Linked DNA regions of Mus musculus: region 1 is linked to region 2. Evidence: chromatin contacts called from public Hi-C data. All regions are on one chromosome and are shown on one strand. Each heading gives the region's core, a stretch centred on a gene start, on an enhancer-like site or on the middle of the called end of the contact. The rest is flanking DNA. Distances are from core to core; before and after follow the strand shown.

Region 1 (4,188 bases), core at 567-3,066, 160 kb before region 2:
CCAAGCCTTTGTTCTAGGACAGACAGGGACACTAGTATTATGATTTCTGGCAGAGAAAGGAAAATGGAGAAAAACAGGAATGAGAATAATAGAATAATGACTTCAGGATCTTTGGTAGATTTAACTTAAACGTTTGCAATCACTCCAGCTTTTAGAAGAGCTAACCACATGAGGGAAGCTGATTGTTTTCATTTATAATATCTAATTCAATGTAAACAACATGATTAGTGACAAGAAAAATATATATGTTCACTTCAGATTTGATCTTTTTTCCTTTACATCCTTCCCTCCCCCAGCTCCTCCTTGCCCTTCCCTTCCTAACACTAACTTTACTCCAAGTAACTCCACATTGCCTCGTTATATCTCATATGTTCTCTTTCCCTTTCTACCCATTCTTCAATGATTTTAAACTAAAAAAAAATGAGACTTATCTTCAGTCAAACAACAAGATCATAAACATACTTCACTTCGTGGTGATCCATAAATATTAAACTCATCCTTGGATAAGGCCAACCCAGGGCCACTTGAGAAACATATGCCATTTCCTTCTCTAAAGTTACTGATCACACAGACAAACATACTTTTGGTATCTGGAACTAAAGCAACATACTGAAGGATCGATACATAATAAAGGTCTTCCTGGGGCTTGGAATAAGCTTCCTTTCTATGACTCTTTGATTGAAATAATGTGTAAGTAGCAAATACCATTCAGAATTCACGCCATTTCCTGTGATGTGTCAGCCAAGTACAAAGAAAAGGAATCACTTATATTTGCTATTTATTCCTCAATATGTATGTAACAAATGTACATATAGTATGATCTAGTTTCTGGGAATGAACAAAGCATTTGAAAACAATCACTCTGCTAATAGAAATATAGAAACATTGCATGATTGTTAATGATTTTCAAACACTTAAATGAAAGAGAAAACATGCTAGAGCTTTGCAGCCATGGATTTCTGCTCACTGGATCAGGAATGATGCTATTGAATGTTCTTCCTGGAGCTGACATGCAGCCACAACAGGATTAAGGGAGTGATGAAGTAGCAGTTATGGGCATAGCAGGGTAGCATCCTTTATCAGTATGGCTGTGCCTTCTTGGGCCACAGGTTCTCTAATGCAAGCCTGTTTCTTTGTGGCCTCACATATTTTCCATTACCTAATTACTTTCATTTACACTGTGCATACCCTTTATTCCATGAACCACATATGCACATGAAGATGCTATGCCCTGGGTTTAGTGCACATACACAAAACATTGTAAAACAGATCCTATTTCAGTAAGCTACTCTTTTTTTTTTTTTTTTTTTTTTTTTTTGCATTAACCAACACTATCTAGAGATTTATAAACCCTGAGGTCCAGATGCAGGGACCAGACAAACAGCATTAAACTCAGAACCAAAAGTTAACCGTTGTCTATTGCTGTTTTCCCAGACAGTTAATTTGCCTGAGCCTCTCAGTCCAGGTCCTCCACTACCTCAGTCCAGGTCCTCCACTACCTCACCTACCTGTTTTAAACTGTTTGTATTTGGGAGCCTATTTACTCAGCCTTCTACTTCCTGGCTCTCTGATTCTGTTTGTTAGATCCTGTCGTCACCACCAGGCTGGAGGCCAATGTTTGTACTTGGTGGGAGTAAAGGGAGGCATAAACAGAATCAACCCTCTTGTGTTTTAAAAAATCAGGCTAGAATTATATACATATTTCATGTCAGAAAAAATAAAATGTGTCTTGGCGGCAGCTGGGAGGCTGGAGCGCTTGGAGGGGAGTGGAGAATTGGCAGAATCGTTCTCCATATCCTTGGCCCCCCGCCTAAAGATCATTCAACCTTTTACTCTTGGAGGCAGTTCTTTCCCCCTCTTCGGAGGCCTTCCAATTGCTACACCATCCTTGCCGTCATCTTTAACATGTTGTCAGGACTCAGACTGCCTTGAACTGGAAGAGCCCTTTTACAAAATCGCGAATATTTTCTGAATTTATACGGGCTTGTTATTCACATTTCTGCCGGGAACCCCAAATTTTTCTTAAGGGTAAAAAAGGGTTGAGAAGTCAAAACTAATTCACACGGGGATTAAGGTGATATTCACGAAACTATGTTTATCCAAAAATGGGAATCTCTTTTCTAAGGTTTATAGAGCACTCTGATAATCATTTTTCAAAAGTTTATCTAAACTGTTCTCTGCTCCTAGCTCTAAAACTTCTTTCAAGTTTGAAGGCAATCCATTCTCTCTCTCTCTCTCTCTCTCTCTCTCTCTCTCTCTCTCTCTCTCTCTCTCTCTCTCTCCCTCTCTCTCTCTCTCTCTCTCTCTCTCTCTCTCTCTCTCTCTCTCTCTCTGTGTGTGTGTGTGTGTGTGTGTGTGTGTGTGTGTGTGTGTATCTCGTTCTGGGAATTTGTGGTGGTTTGAATGAGAATGGCCCCCGGGCTTCATATATTTGAATGCTTGGTCCTCAGTTGGATCTGTTTGGGAAAGATTAGGAGGTGTGGCTTTGTTGAAGGTGTGAGGTATGTCAGTGAAGGTGGGATTTGAGGTTTTCAAGAGCCCATGCTTTTACAAATTAGCTCGCTGTCTCTCACTTGCAGTAAAAGATGTAAAGCTACTCATGGAGCACCAGTGCCATGCCTGCCTGTCTGCTTCCCTGCCCGCCTGCCTGCCTGCCTGCCTGCCTGCCCGCCTGCCCGCTTCCCTGCCTGTCTGCTTCTCTGCCCGCCTGCCCGCCTGCCTGCCTGTCTGCTTCCCTGCCCGCCTGCCCGCCTGCCCGCCTGCCCGCTTCCCTGCCTGTCTGCTTCCCTGCCCGCCTGCCTGCCTGCCTGCCTGTCTGCTTCCCTGCCCGCCTGCCCGCCTGCCCGCTTGCCTGCTTCCCTGCCTGCCTGCCCGCCTGCCCGCTTGCCCGCTTGCCTGCTTCCCTGCCCGACTGCCCGCTTGCCCGCTTTCCTGCCCGCCTGCCCGCCTGCCCGCCTGACCACCTGCCCGCCTGCCCGCCTGCCCGCCTGCCCGCCTGCCCGCCTGCCCACCTGCCCGCTTGCCTGCTTCCCTGCCCACCTGCCCGCCTGCCCGCTTGCCTGCTTCCCTGCCCGCCTGCCCGCTTGCCTGCTTCCCTACCCGCCTGCTCACCTGCCCACCTGCCCACCTGCCCACCTGCCCACCTGCCCACCTGCCCACCTGCCCGCCTGTCCGCCTGCCCGCTTCCCTGCTTCCCTGCCCACCTGCCTGCCTGCTTCCCTGCCTGCCTGCTTTCCTGCCTGCCTCCCGCTCCTCACCACCATGGTAAAAGACCCTAGCCCTCTGGAATTGTGAGTCCCACTAATTTCTTTCTTCCATAAGTTGCTTTGATAATGAAAAATAACTAAGATAGGATTGAACCTAGAGCTGCATTCACGTTAGGCTAATCCTCTACCACTAGGCTACATCTCCAGCCCCCTTCTAAATCATTCCTTGACCATAAGCATACCCTGAAATGGAAATTTCTGGTTTCTTTGGAGACTAAGTTATATTATGAGATGTTTTTCTGGAAACTGCCTTATGAGTGGATGTTTTTGGTGAAACAGACACAAGCGAGGATGTTTTGCTGAGAACAGACACATGAATTTTATCTGGAAGCTGCCTAGAAAAAGAGATGTGATGTTTTCTAGGGTGGACACTTGAGAAAACATGTGATGTTTGGAAAGAGTATATAACCCAACAGACAATAGATGATGCTGTGTGACATTGGTTTGCCTTTTCACTCTGCTGGTCATTGTTGGGCTTTGCTGACATTTGTCTTTGATGATGAAGCTATGGCATTGGTTTACCTTGCCTTCTTCATTGGTCATCATTTGTTAGGACTTCAGGACTTCATAGAGGGAAAAACAGCCCCCAAAACAACAACAACAACAACAACAACAACAACAACAACAACAACAAGTTTGGTGGTATTTTGACTCTGGGTGATTGATAGATCTCAAGGTTTCTTCTGGATCTAACTGCCTTTGCTGATTTGAAAATTCTGTTTGTGCTACTGATTCATGTGAACTGAACTGCTACCATCCTGACAATGAATAATGGAATCTCCCCAAAGAACTATTTCTAAACAGGTTCACATTCTTCTCTGCCCTATTAACCTTTCCTTTCCCCTACCTCTGTTGGATGGTGGGCTAGAAGGGAGGTTAAAGTATTTTTTCCAATTTGTTTTTATTAAGTATTTTCTTATTT
Region 2 (4,129 bases), core at 389-2,888:
TGTGTGTGTCTGTGTGTCTGTGTGTGTCTGTGTGTGTGTGTCTGTGTGTCTGTGTCTGTGTGTGTCTGTGTCTGTGTGTGTCTGTCTGTCTGTGCCTGTGTGTGTGTCTGTCTGTGTGTGTCTGTCTGTGTGTGTGTGTGTGTACTCACGCACGTATCTTACTCAAGAGGAGATATAGATTTGTATGTGAAGTTACGACAGAAGCCAGAGGTCTAGCTTCAGTGTCATTCCTCAGCATATGTCACAGTGCTTTTAGACACAGGGTTTCTTACTGTCCTGTAGCTCACTAATTAGATGAGAATGACTGGCCAATAAGCCCCAGGATCTGCCGGTCTCCTTTAATGCTAAAGTCACAAGAACATGTCCCCAAACCCAGTTTTGTTCAGTTCGTTTGCTTTCTTGTTTGTTTGTTTTTAACATGGGTTTTCGAGATGAAACACAGGTCTTCATGCAGTGAACACTTTACCAGCTGAGCTACCTCCACAGGCTGACTAAGGGTACTTCAAGACCCTTGTTTTTCCAGCAGCACCCCAAGCCCTTAATCTGATCATTCTAAATGTTTGGAAATAAGGCCTCCAAGATAAATGCATTAAAACTCTCTGGAGACTGAAGGCCTGGTATCTACTTAGGAAAGTCTGGTGTGCCGCTCGCTTTTCCAGAATCCAAACAAAAGAGAATTTGGTTTACAGGTGTTATTGTTATGGATCCTGGTAGGTCATTCTTCTGGAAATAAGACTTGGCCATCTTTTCTTTTCCCTGAGGTTGCTTTTGTGTACATTAAGCTTGTGCATTTCTGTGATCGTTAAATGTATTCTGTGACTTGGATTGAAGTGTATTCGGGGATCCACATGGAAATAAAACCAGATGCGCTGTAACCACTATTGTGATATTTATCACTGATGGTGCTTGCATGACTGTGGTGCTCCATAAAACCCTGGAGGGGTTACCTTCACTTAATGGCGTCCTTCCCTCTCACTCAGCAGCTACTTCTTATTACAAACAGCTGCCTGGAAACGAGAAAACATTTTCTATTTCCAAGGGACACTGTTGGCTCTCAAAGCACTTTGCTCGTTTTCCTTAACAAATGTTTAAGTTTAATCAAATTTCTAATTCTAAAAATGATCTTATCTTGCATGCATTCTGAGTCAGGAACTCAGGAGACCTACTATGAATCTGAAAAAGGATAAAAAGAATCAGGATAATGAGTGCACGTGCACACACAGAGGCACATGTGCACACCACACACACACACACACACGCACACACACAAAGACATTTACACATAGGCCCATGTGCGCACACACACACAGGCACATATGCACACCATACACACATACAAACACACAAAGACATTTACACACAGGCCCATGTGCACACACACACACAGGCACATATGCACACCATACACACATACAAACACACAAAGACATTTTCACACAGGCCCATGTACACACACACACATACACACACACACAAGGCAGGATGAGGTGCACAGCTCTGATGATTTCAGTGTACTCCTGTGATGTTTCTGCCACCCCTTGGACCAGCTGATTTCTGCCCACTCCAGCTACTAGGGGCACCAGCTGACTTTGCTTTTAGTGATGGCTTCCTTGAGCTGGGTTAGAAAGCTCCTTCAAACTAACCCAGTGAAACTACATTAGCACCAAAGTAAGGGAGGAAAACAAGCGTCATATAAACTTTATTAGCACTCTTTACTATGAAATAAACTAGGCTTACACTTCTTTTGTAGGGGAAAATGATGAACACAAAAAACCATACCGTATTTTTACTAACTAACGTGCACTTGTAAAATGCATGGCATGCTGTTTTACAGGCAGTAGCATATAAAATACTTTTTCCAGATGTGGATTCATAATTCTCCAAAGACTATAATAGTTATCATAAGATTTATGGAGGATAATTTATTAATCACATTTTTTTTTCTGTTCGGAGATCTGTTTGGTAAGATGAAAGCAAACTTTAAAATGTCATTTTAACCAAATGTAGATGGCATAATATCAAGTTACTCCTTTTGTTCAAATTATTTTTAATGACTTTATTTGCTTTATTGCCTACACAAGTCAGGACCAACTTGGTGTAATGATCTCTTCAGGAAATCTCCTAAGATATTTTAAAAGTAAAATAGCATGGAGCTATTTTAAAAACTAAATGAACTGAACTGTGTAAGTTAATTACTGTTCATTTATTTGAGGGACATAGGAGCTACAGAAGCTTGGTTTGTTGATTTTTTTTTTTTTGCATTTTTTCTTCCTTTCATAGGATTTAGAAAAGAAAAACCCTGTGGAAACTATAGCTTACTGTGCATACCTGCAGCTTCTCCAACAGAAATGTAGAAGCCCACTTGTGTCTGAGGTGCTATAAGTAACACATTGTTAAATAAAGTACACGTCTCAAGCGCAGGGCCCTTTAATCTGGTCTAGATTATTAAAAAACACAGCTGTGCTGAATCCATATTGAGGACCCCAAGTCACATGATAAGTAAAACAGTCCAAATGGCTTGCTTTTGTCATTGCTTTATTTGAAGCAAGTTTTGACTGAAGCTTAACACTGCTGGGCTGGAGATGGAGTGGGAAAAGACAACACTCCATTCCAAGGAATATCCCTGGTCCTAAACTGTGACTGCTCCTTTCATATACCCAGATTTCCAGTCTCTCAGCTCACCAGCAAAGGCATCTTCCCTACACAGGGGTGGTCTGGAGAGTAACAAACAGACAGCTAGCCTGTAAGCTGCCCTTCCTCTTCCCAGGCTCCTGCAGCCACCTTCAGAGTTTACTAATCCCCAGTAGCAGGGTATACTTCTCAAAGTCCTCATAACAGATACTTAGCTTGTATTCAATGTGTGAGCTCTCACGCAAGTATGGGAAACAGCATCAGTGTACCTAACTGATAGAAACAGGAGACCACAATACCAGAGACAGACAGGACTACATGTGGCCACTTCTACTCTGAAATGCCAAGAAAAGACTGGGGCTACGTGCTGGCTGGACTATGACGGATGTAAAACTGGGTAGAGGACACAGCAGCATTTCAGATTCTTCTTAATTGCTACTACAACTATACATTTTCCTGGGATACACTGTGATGCCACAGTGCACGTCTATATTATATAGATTTACTCCATAGGTATACCTAGATTACCCACAGACTTTTTGGTTATTACTTTGTGATAAGAAAAGTCAATAGGCTGGAGAGATGGCTCAGCCGTTAAAGGCTAGGCTCACAACCAAAAATAAAAGAAAAGTCAAAAGTGTCTAACTATTTTAAATCATATAGTACAGATAGTAATAACCATTGTCTTTACAGTAGAACACCCTTGCTAACCTCTCCTATCCTGTTGTGAATTTTCCATACTTTAAGCAACCCTTCTCATCCATTCCTTTTATTTTCTCTCCCAAGATGTGAAAAACACCACTGGACTCACTGATTTTAAGAGCTGAGCTTTGTTTGTTGTTGTTGCTGTTGTTGTTTTAGCCTGGCTTGTTTTGCCTTGTATTTGATCTCCAGTTCCATCATGTCTTAGCAAATGTCAAGACAGTTTCCATCCTCTCACTGCTGAATAGTACCTCTTTATGTGTACACGTGTGCAAACTGTGTGGGTGCATGGACATGCACATGTGCACTTGTGTACTACATTTTCTTGTCTATATATTGATTCTGAGTGCTATAAACAGGGCTGCAATAAACAGAAGATGGCATGGAACTCTCTAATGTACTGATTTCCTTTTCTGTGAATCAATGCCCAGAACTGGAATTGCCTGATTGGGTAGTAGTTCTATTTCTTAATGTATAGGCAAAACCCTCTATGCTGTTTTCCATAATGGCTGCCCCATTTTAGTCCCCACCAATAGTATAATCACATTCCTGTTTCTCTACATTCTTGGCAGAACTTGCAGTGTTTCATAGATCTGCTTTCATATGGACACTTTAAGTGCCTATTTAAATTATCCAGGTAATTCTTTCTGCTGCATGTTGAGGGAAGGAGACCCAAAGAAAAGTAAATATGAAAGATGATGAAACAGGCTCAGCTGTACAGACAAAGGACACGTTTGAAACTTCTGATCTCTTCAAGGACACTTATCTGCTAGTAGGCAACAGGTCATTCAGGGCG

What was found. A called contact is a pair of places that touch in the nucleus more often than the background predicts.
Region 1: a contact with region 2 is called in a Hi-C map of uterus, with 3 times the contacts expected there. The contact joins two enhancer-like sites. A contact is called at or near these places in 3 of 484 Hi-C or Micro-C datasets (the C2C12 cell line and uterus).

What each region holds. Positions count from the first base shown.
Region 1 is chr12:9,913,464-9,917,651 of GRCm38.p6, reverse strand. No RefSeq gene overlaps it. Among named protein-coding and RNA genes, the nearest start is that of Gm33734, 4.0 kb to the left of the region's middle. Within about 2 kb of position 1,816, at least 3 of the 459 cell types and tissues checked have an H3K27ac peak or open chromatin away from gene starts, as enhancers often do. A contact at or near this core is called in uterus, where this site is marked.
Region 2 is chr12:9,749,075-9,753,203 of GRCm38.p6, reverse strand. No RefSeq gene overlaps it. Among named protein-coding and RNA genes, the nearest start is that of Gm23979, 110 kb to the right of the region's middle. Within about 2 kb of position 1,638, at least 12 of the 459 cell types and tissues checked have an H3K27ac peak or open chromatin away from gene starts, as enhancers often do. A contact at or near this core is called in uterus, where this site is marked.